Regions from separate parts of the Rattus norvegicus genome. Here region 2 is linked to region 1. The links are chromatin contacts, called in public Hi-C maps. All regions are on one chromosome and are shown on one strand. Each heading gives the region's core, a stretch centred on a gene start, on an enhancer-like site or on the middle of the called end of the contact. The rest is flanking DNA. Distances are from core to core; before and after follow the strand shown. Region 1 overlaps Sdccag8 (SHH signaling and ciliogenesis regulator SDCCAG8). Region 2 overlaps LOC102549740 (a long non-coding RNA gene).

Region 1 (4,133 bases), core at 679-3,178:
GTGGCTGTGTGCATGGATGCTGTGACTGTGTGTGTGCACGGATGCTGTGGCTATGTGTGCACAGAGGCTGTGGCTGTGTGCACGGATGCTGTGGCTGTGTGCACGGATGCTATGGCTGTGTGTGCACGGATGCTGTGGCTGTGTGTGCACAGAGGCTGTGGCTGTGTGTGCACGGATGCTGTGACTGTGTGCACGGATGCTGTGGCTGTGTATGTGCACGGATGCTGTGGCTGTGTATGTGCACGGATGCTGTGGCTGTGTATGTGCACGGATGCTGTGGCTGTGTATGTGCACGGATGCTGTGGCTGTGTGTGCATGGATGCTGTGGCTGGCTTCCTGTCACAGAGCTCTGTGCTTCTCGGGCCATTCCTTATGTTTTACATTTCAGGTACATGAGCTTTTTATCCATGTTGCAGATTGTAAGTAATGAATTTACAGTTCGATACCCCGTCTGCATACTGATGATAGCCAGTTGGCTTTATTGCTCACAGTATGGACCCTATGAACAAGGTCGTAAGCATAAGCAGACCTAGATCCCTAATGAGACCTACATTGGGTGTTGGAATTTGGAAACTTCCTACCTATAGAAGTTTGCTAAAGGCTTTTCCTTGATGTTGTTTCCTTCCCTCCTTCCAAACATAAGTCTCCTCCTCTGTCAAACTGAAATGAGAATCTGTCTGTCATGGTCTCTGGACAAGGAAAGTCATGCTTCAGACAGCATGTGCAGCATCCAAGGCGTGTCTCTCCCCTCCCCTGCTCTCCGTCTTTGGCCGCAGCAGGATAGTCACTTCCTTTCTGACTTTACCACATTCCCACAGACATGAAGAATGGCGTGTGGTTAACCAACACAAGGTGCAAACCAAATTACGAGGAGGTCAGACATTTAGTTTGCTCCTCATGTGGCAGTGGGGGCAGCCCCATGTGCTGAGTGTCACTGTACCCCTCACCCGCACTTCTCAGGACTCTGTTCATTATGGCCTTTGTCCCCAAGGATCTATCTGTCTTATGTATCTGTGCAGAAGAACTCTGTCGGTTTCACTGATGTCTTTTTGACCATGGGCCTGATAGACTATTTTCTACCCTCTCCCCCACCCTCAAACTGTTCAGAGTTAGAGAGAGCCAGGTTTCAGTCATCAGACAGTTGAATAGACTGTCTCACTGGGGGCCAGATTCCAAGGAGACAGCCCATGGACTCACAGGCCAGGAGAGCCAGGATTTCAACAGTGTCAACAGTCTCTGCTCATCACACCAAAAAAGCCCCTTGTGGAGCTGCCTCATTAGCATACAGCCGCTATGCTAGCTAACAAAGCCAGCTCAGGATCTGTTCCTCCCTCAGTGAGTCTGTCTTCCTTGACCAAAAAGAAACTACTCAAGCAAGGGTGGAGGCTCTCTGGTAGAAGACTGCATTGCAAGAATCACAGGAGACCATTCAGAACCGGCTTTAAAATAATCAAATTTGGGGGAAACAAGATTCTATGTTTTATTTTTCAAATCTTGTTTTTAGATCATCAGTAGACCAAAAAGAAGAAAAAAGAAAAGAAAATCACCATGCCCCAATGTTAAAAATGGTGGACCCCCAAATAGTTCCTAGTCATCCCTTAAAAGCTTTGCTGTGCTACAGTGTGTGAGAGGAGCTCCAGCCGGGCAGGGGCACGGGAGCCCTCCTCATGGGCTGCCTCCCTAGCCCTCCTTTGTTGGGGGTGGAGCAAGGGAAGGAGCAAGGCAGAGCAGATGTGCTGCTAGATCTGCAGGCTTCTGCCAACCATATGGCATCTTAAAGAAAGATGGCTGCAGCGTCTGGATTAGCAAAGAGTCGGAATGGGAAGCCATGTGTCGCGTTGGTACAGGCAGTTGTTTGAGCTCTCTCTAAATGGCTTCAGGAGATTGTGTAATGGAACAAACAGTCCTGGGAGCAGGGGAGCAGCCCTGCCGCTGCTGGAGAGGCGATTGGCCCTGGGGCGGCGGCTGCTTCCCTCCCTGCAGCATTATGTATGCTTTTAATGTTCTTGGAACTCTGAGAATTGACTAGAACTTTTCAACTGTTAATTACATGCCTAGGTTCTCCTGGGCTCTAGGCCCCTGTGAACTCTCCTCTCTGCCCCCAATTTGGTAATTAATTAGCCATGTTGCAGGCCTGCTCTTGTGTGCTGTCCCTCTGTCCTCCACAGGGCTCCAGGCTCAGTCCTACAGTTCTCAGGGCCGGGACAAATGCCTTCTGCAGGAAGCCTGTCTAACTCCCAAGGGCCGGTGTTTCCATCCTGACTCCAGGAGATGCTGTGAAGGTCGCCAGGAGCCCGTGAGAGCAGAGCCTGCCACTAATGGAGATCTCCCTGTCTCTACCAGTGACGTCACTGGGCTGTTGGGCCACACCTGACATCCACTGGCTCACCCAGGAGCTCAGATGCTGTTTTACAGTTCAGAATGAGCATAAGCTGAGCAGTGAGGCCTGGGGCGCAGGCAGCACATGGTCATTGCAAGGCAAGCATTGTGCTCTGTTGCTGAGTGGGGAACTTTGTACAAGCAGCAAAATCTAGAGTGGCCAGAAAAGTTAGGTCTACTCCCTCTAGGGTACATAACTAACTCTGAGGCTCAGATGTGTCAAAAGTTGGCTTAGAAGGTCAAATGGCTAAGGACAGCCAAGGAAGCAGTGGGTTGACCTGAGAGAATCATTAAGCAAAATTTCATTAAACTTTGAGAGCTGAGAGTGACTGGTCAGTTCCTGGTCTTTCTGAGCCCTGTGGGAACAGAGCATACTGAATATTGATGCCTCGCCTGTCTTGTCTGACCCCAGCTGTACAGCCCCTCCCCCAAATAGAAGCAAGGAAAGGAAGCAGCTTGTAGGTTAAAACTGACTGACCATGTGGTTCAGTAAATAAAGCCACTCGCTGTGCAAGCCTGGTGGTCTAGACGAGTTCGATACCCAGAACCCCCATAAAGGTAGAAGGAGAGAAACAACTCCACAGACTTGTTTTCTAAATCTCCACATGTACCACGCATGCATGCAGACACACAGGTGCACACACATACCATACTCATATATATTCATGCACACCACAATAATAAAAACATGAAAAATCAGAGCTGTGTAAAGTATGTGTCTACCACAGCGTCTCTTAGGACGTGAGCTGTGACAGCGCATTCTTCTTTGTCCATTGTACAACACACAACCTCCTGCAGAGAGAAGCATGGGAGCCAGGGCCTCTGTAACTGGGTTGGAGCAGGAGAGAGCCGGGTTAGGGGTGGGGATCATCTGCAAACTGGCGTTGTTTCTGGCTTTGTTCTTGTTAAATGGGGTCATCTGGAAATCCTGTGGTGATTCTTAACTAACTATTGGTATTTTGCGATATACTGTGCTCTTACACATTTGAAACACGCCTGCTTCTCTTTTCTCCAGAGCCCATTTCTTGCTAACATGTTAAACGTTAGGATATTCTTGCTCTGTCTGGTGAATTTGGGATTCGTTGGGGGCCGGTATCTGTGAAAAGCCTAATTCTGATTGTTATTCACCAATTAGAAGAAACTGTCACTCTGATCCCTTTTTCTTTCCAAGTGTACACAGCCTGGAATTTGTCAGCCTTGAAGTTTCTTGAAACAATGCAATTAAACTGTAACATATTCCCTAACATTCTTAATTAAGACAGTGACTGGAAAATGTAGATTAACAGAAGTTACTGTTTTTATCAACATATTTTCTGTCTTTCCCACCACCCTCCCATCCCTCTCCCCCCAAGGCTTTTTCCTCTCCATGTCTGATGTCAGTTTCGGCCACATGCACATTATGCACATGGAACTGAAGAAACAAAGTCCAAAATTCTCTTGTAATTCTGAGCCGCATGCCCAGCACCACATGCACTGTCTGTTACATGTCGCTTCTCAGGAGATCATGCTGGGAGTTTCTTTTTAAAAGCAAAACGTTTCTGAAGGAAAGAGTTCAGGTTGGGCAGATTGTGTTAGAGAGATCTCACTGTCTGTGAGTGGAATTAATACACTGATTATTCCGTGCAGGCTCAGACTGGCACTGTGTGCGAAGTTCAAGGGTGTCTGGGAATTGAAATCTGAGGGGAGTTTGGGAGAGTGGGCAGAGACAAAGCATTTGGAGGGGAATTTCTAAGTAGGGCTTAGAAATGAAACTC
Region 2 (4,133 bases), core at 1,103-3,602, 510 kb after region 1:
CTCGAATTAAAAAGAAGGAAAAAAAAAAAGCACGAGGGAAAGCACTTGGGATGGAGGTGAGGTTTGGAGGCACATGGCACGGAGGTAGGAAGCATGTAAACTGTTTTGGGAAATGGGATCTGGACGTTCGTTCTGAGCAAACCAACATCTACTCCCACTGCTGAGAGGCCCTGCTGAACGGGTGCTTCTTCAGGCTCTGGTGTCCTTCAAGGAAAACAAAAATCTGTTTTCTCACGAGATCCTCTTGTTTCAGAAGATCCTCCTGTTTCGAAAGTTTGTAGACCTCCTAATGGAGTGGTGGCCCCAAATTCTAGCACAGTGCTCTTTAGCCGATGATGAAGGTGTTAGGTCTTGAATGCTCCTGTTTGCCCATACCGGGTCCCTTGTTTTTAGTTCAGTGAATGACGATTTTCTAAAAATAAAAAAAAAAAATTAGAACAGTATTTTCCATTAAAAAAGATTGTGGGGATTGTAACTATAACTTAGTATTAGGTAAAGCACTTGCTTCCTGTGTATTCAGAAGGCCTTGGGCTTTATCCCCTGAAACAGATATGTATACATGCATGTGTGTATGAGTATACCTGTGTAATGTATGTATGCATGTATGTCCATACCTGTATGTATGTATGCATGTGTATGTATATTTGTATAGGTATTATGTGGGTATGTGCATACCTGTATGTATGTATGTGTTTATGTGTATCCCTGTATGTATGTATGTATATATGTATGTATTATGTGGGTATGTGTATACCTGAATGTATATATGTGTGTGTATATGTGTATACCTGTATATATGTGTATATGCGTATACCTATAAGAATTATGTATGTATGTGTATGTAGGTATATGTATGTATGTATGTCAATACCTGTTTTTATGTATGTGTGTATGTGTATATCTGTATGATGTATGTATGTGGGTATGGGGATACCTGTAAGTATGTATGTATGTATGTATGCATGCATGTATACGTGTGTATGTATGTATGTAGGTATTTTAATACCTATGTTTATGTATGTGGGTACAGGGATACCTGTATGTGTGTATGTGTACTGGTGAAAGATGAATGGACTGAAAACTGGTAGAACTTCTGCTTCTGAACGCTGCCTGATTTTATTTGGTTCTCTCCATCTGCCTTGCCTCCTTTTGACCTTTTCTTTCTGAAATTCTCCTCTTATCAGGGTTAGACTACCTTTTCTGTCTACTTCTCAGATTTTCTTGCAGCCACTGGGAGCCTATCAAAGTTAGCTGATTGAAAAATGGAAGTGAATTACCAAAGACACATATTCCTGGGAAGAAGTAAAGATATGGGACTACATTATATGTATAACAGTAATATTTTAGTCTCAGATGCAAAGGCAAATATTCTCCATGCTTTTAGTATATCTTGTAGTGTTTTCTCTTATTGAGTCCTATTAGAGGAATATACAATTAAAGCTACACACACACACACACACACACACACACACACACACACACACACTGCTTGCCTTAGTACTAAAGGAAGATGAAATCTATCAATTATCTCATGATGTAGAAAATGAATTATTTACTTATGCTTAATAGTGGCTTAAAAGAACTTCTCTTCTGTATTTCTCTCTTTCTAAATTGGTTTATTATGTAGATAGTAACAGCCTACATGGCATAAACTCTCCAAATTTGGAAAGTTCAAGCTAATGGCTTTCACATCCATACCGATTCACCTAAAAAGAATGCAGCAGCTCTCAAATCAAGACAGCTTCACTTCCAAAACAGCCTGTGCACGCCGGTTCACATTGAGTAAAACTTAGGCCATATTAGTTTATCGAGTTCCATAAGTCGATAAACTATTATGGGTTTAGCTCAACTTGCATAGATAAAGAGTACTGCCATTAAAAATGATTAACAGTTCACCTAGATGTGATGGGATATAATTTTATTATATTCTGCTTGGGAGAATTACATCTGCTTGGGAGCAGAGGCAGTTGGGTCTCTGTGAGTTCAAGGCTAGTCTGGTCTACGTAGCTAGTTTCAAGCAAGTGAGAGCTCCATAGTGAGACCGTTTCTCAAAAAGAAAGATAAATAAAATTTAGAGATAAGAGAGTAACATCCTTAAGACTGCTTTGATTATAGATGTTCTAGTGGTCTAGCAGTAGTAAACATTTTAGCACACTGACTGGCACACAGTTTTTAACTGGCATTATAAATTATATCCTGTGTGCTAGCATTATAGATTACCTCACTGAGATATGAAGAAAGTAAAACTATACTTTCGACGCTGGTTGTAGAGTTTGCAGTTGAATTTCTATTAAATTGATATTGAAGTCATTGGTATTTTAAGATCATATCCAGAGCCCTTGTGCAGTACTGTGAGAACCTGGGTAAATTGGTATTGAAGCTATTGATATTTCCCAATGTTACCCGGAATTCCTGTGTCGTGTGTGTGAGGCCCTGAGTTCAATGCCTACAGCTGAGGAGTGGAAAAGGCTAGATTTTCATTTAACATTTACTGTTTCATGTTTGTTTCTTCAAAGCTCCCAATTCTTCCTTAACAGCAAATCCATGGGCGTAAGCACTCGTACTCAAAGGCCAAAATACTTAGTCTTTTATGAAAACACAAGTGACTCAAACTCACGGATTTAAAAATATTTTGGGGCTGATATAATAGGAATGCTTTTAATAATATTTAAAGACACTCCACATTTTTTAAATATTTCGGCCAGCATCTTTTGCTCCAGCCTTTCTTTGACATTACTTCTCCATTCCCAAAAATATTACCCTATGCCACACTCCGTGTGGATGTTAAACATTGCTTTTGTCTTAGCCACAACTTCCAGTGGCTCCGATAACCAGAAATTCCACAACAGCCAGTGAGTGCCCAGGACCTCTCTCCTGCCTTACTTTACTGGGGCTGTAGTCATAGAGTTGACTAGGAAGACAGAAAGGGGGCAGCGGGTAAACAGAGCCCTTGCCCCGAGTGTATTCCTTCTAGCTCCAAGGCTGTCTTTAAGTACCACAGACAGATAATCTCAGCAGCCACGCAAGGAGAGAGCGTCTCAATCACATTTCTGACCGTATCCCTCCTTATGGCTGTGAGAGTTTAATTTTCATTTAAACAACAATAAATACAGGCATAAGGGTTTGAAATGAATTATGTAAGCCCTTTAGCCATAAGCGTTCCATTCTGCCACCGAATGAGCTGCTGTTCTCACTTTGTTTTATGGGCCTCCGAGTAGCCTGTGTTATTATATCTGCCAAATAAAAGCCAGCAAACCATGCAAATGAAAATATAATCTTTTATCTCTCACAGTCGCAGGATGCACCCAGATAGCATTTTTTTTTTTTTGTTAGTTCGGTCCTCTGCGGTGTGGTTTTCTCTGCTCTCAGAAGCCTCTCTTCTCATCAGCATCTATAGAGAGGAAGGCATCTTCATTTATATCCAACAACAGTGTATGTTCTCACCAGAGATGCTGGAGATCACTTATTCTGTTATATTTTGAGCTTGTCTGTCTGGTTCAATAGAGAATACGGACTTTTCCCTTAAATGCAGGAAACAAATAGATGATTTCTTTACAAACTACAACAAATTCTACTTTGGGGTTTTGGGGGTCTGTTTGTTTTAGGTAAAGGTTTTTATTTGCTTGTTGGATTTGTTGTTTTATAAGAAGCAGAGTCTTACTCTATTGGCCAGGAAAGGGCTTTTGTATTGTCCTCCCCTGAGATGACTAGCACTACAGGTGTGGGCCATCATGTATCCCCACACATAACGACTGGATGACTGTGACGAGTTAGCTCTCGGACCCACCAGTCTTGATTTAGGATCTTGCAAAGTCACTTAATCCTTCCCTCTGGACAAGCTCCTCCAGGCGATGAAAGTAACACCCCTTCCACCTCTAGGTTCTGAGAGCTAACTCATCTATAAAGATGAAGGGCTTTCCCCCTTGGTACTCTTACTGGTCTGCCTAGGCTGACCTCGGACACTTGTGTTTAAGCGGTCTTCCTGCCTGAGTCTCCTGAGACCCTGGAGTTCAGCACCATAACACGGAGGACAGAGATGCTATGATCCTACATGTCTCACCATACACACAGGGAGTTTCTCGGTTAGAGCAGCACACCCATGAAAGTAAACTGGAGGCTCAGCAAGCTGGCTC

The links. A called contact is a pair of places that touch in the nucleus more often than the background predicts.
Region 2: a Hi-C map of frontal cortex shows a contact between it and region 1, with 1.6 times the contacts expected there. The contact joins two enhancer-like sites. A contact is called at or near these places in 2 of 12 Hi-C or Micro-C datasets (Schwann cells and frontal cortex) and 1 of 1 datasets of contacts at active chromatin or transcription factors (oligodendrocytes).

Annotation. Positions count from the first base shown.
Region 1 is chr13:91,448,408-91,452,540 of GRCr8, forward strand. The region is part of intron 16 of Sdccag8 (SHH signaling and ciliogenesis regulator SDCCAG8); the gene reads left to right. Among named protein-coding and RNA genes, the nearest start is that of Sdccag8, 160 kb to the left of the region's middle. Within about 2 kb of position 1,929, at least 25 of the 93 cell types and tissues checked have an H3K27ac peak or open chromatin away from gene starts, as enhancers often do.
Region 2 is chr13:91,958,714-91,962,846 of GRCr8, forward strand. It overlaps LOC102549740 (a long non-coding RNA gene), which reads right to left. Exons shown (of 2, transcript XR_010057106.1): 2 at 1-412. Among named protein-coding and RNA genes, the nearest start is that of Zbtb18, 13 kb to the right of the region's middle. Within about 2 kb of position 2,353, at least 2 of the 93 cell types and tissues checked have an H3K27ac peak or open chromatin away from gene starts, as enhancers often do.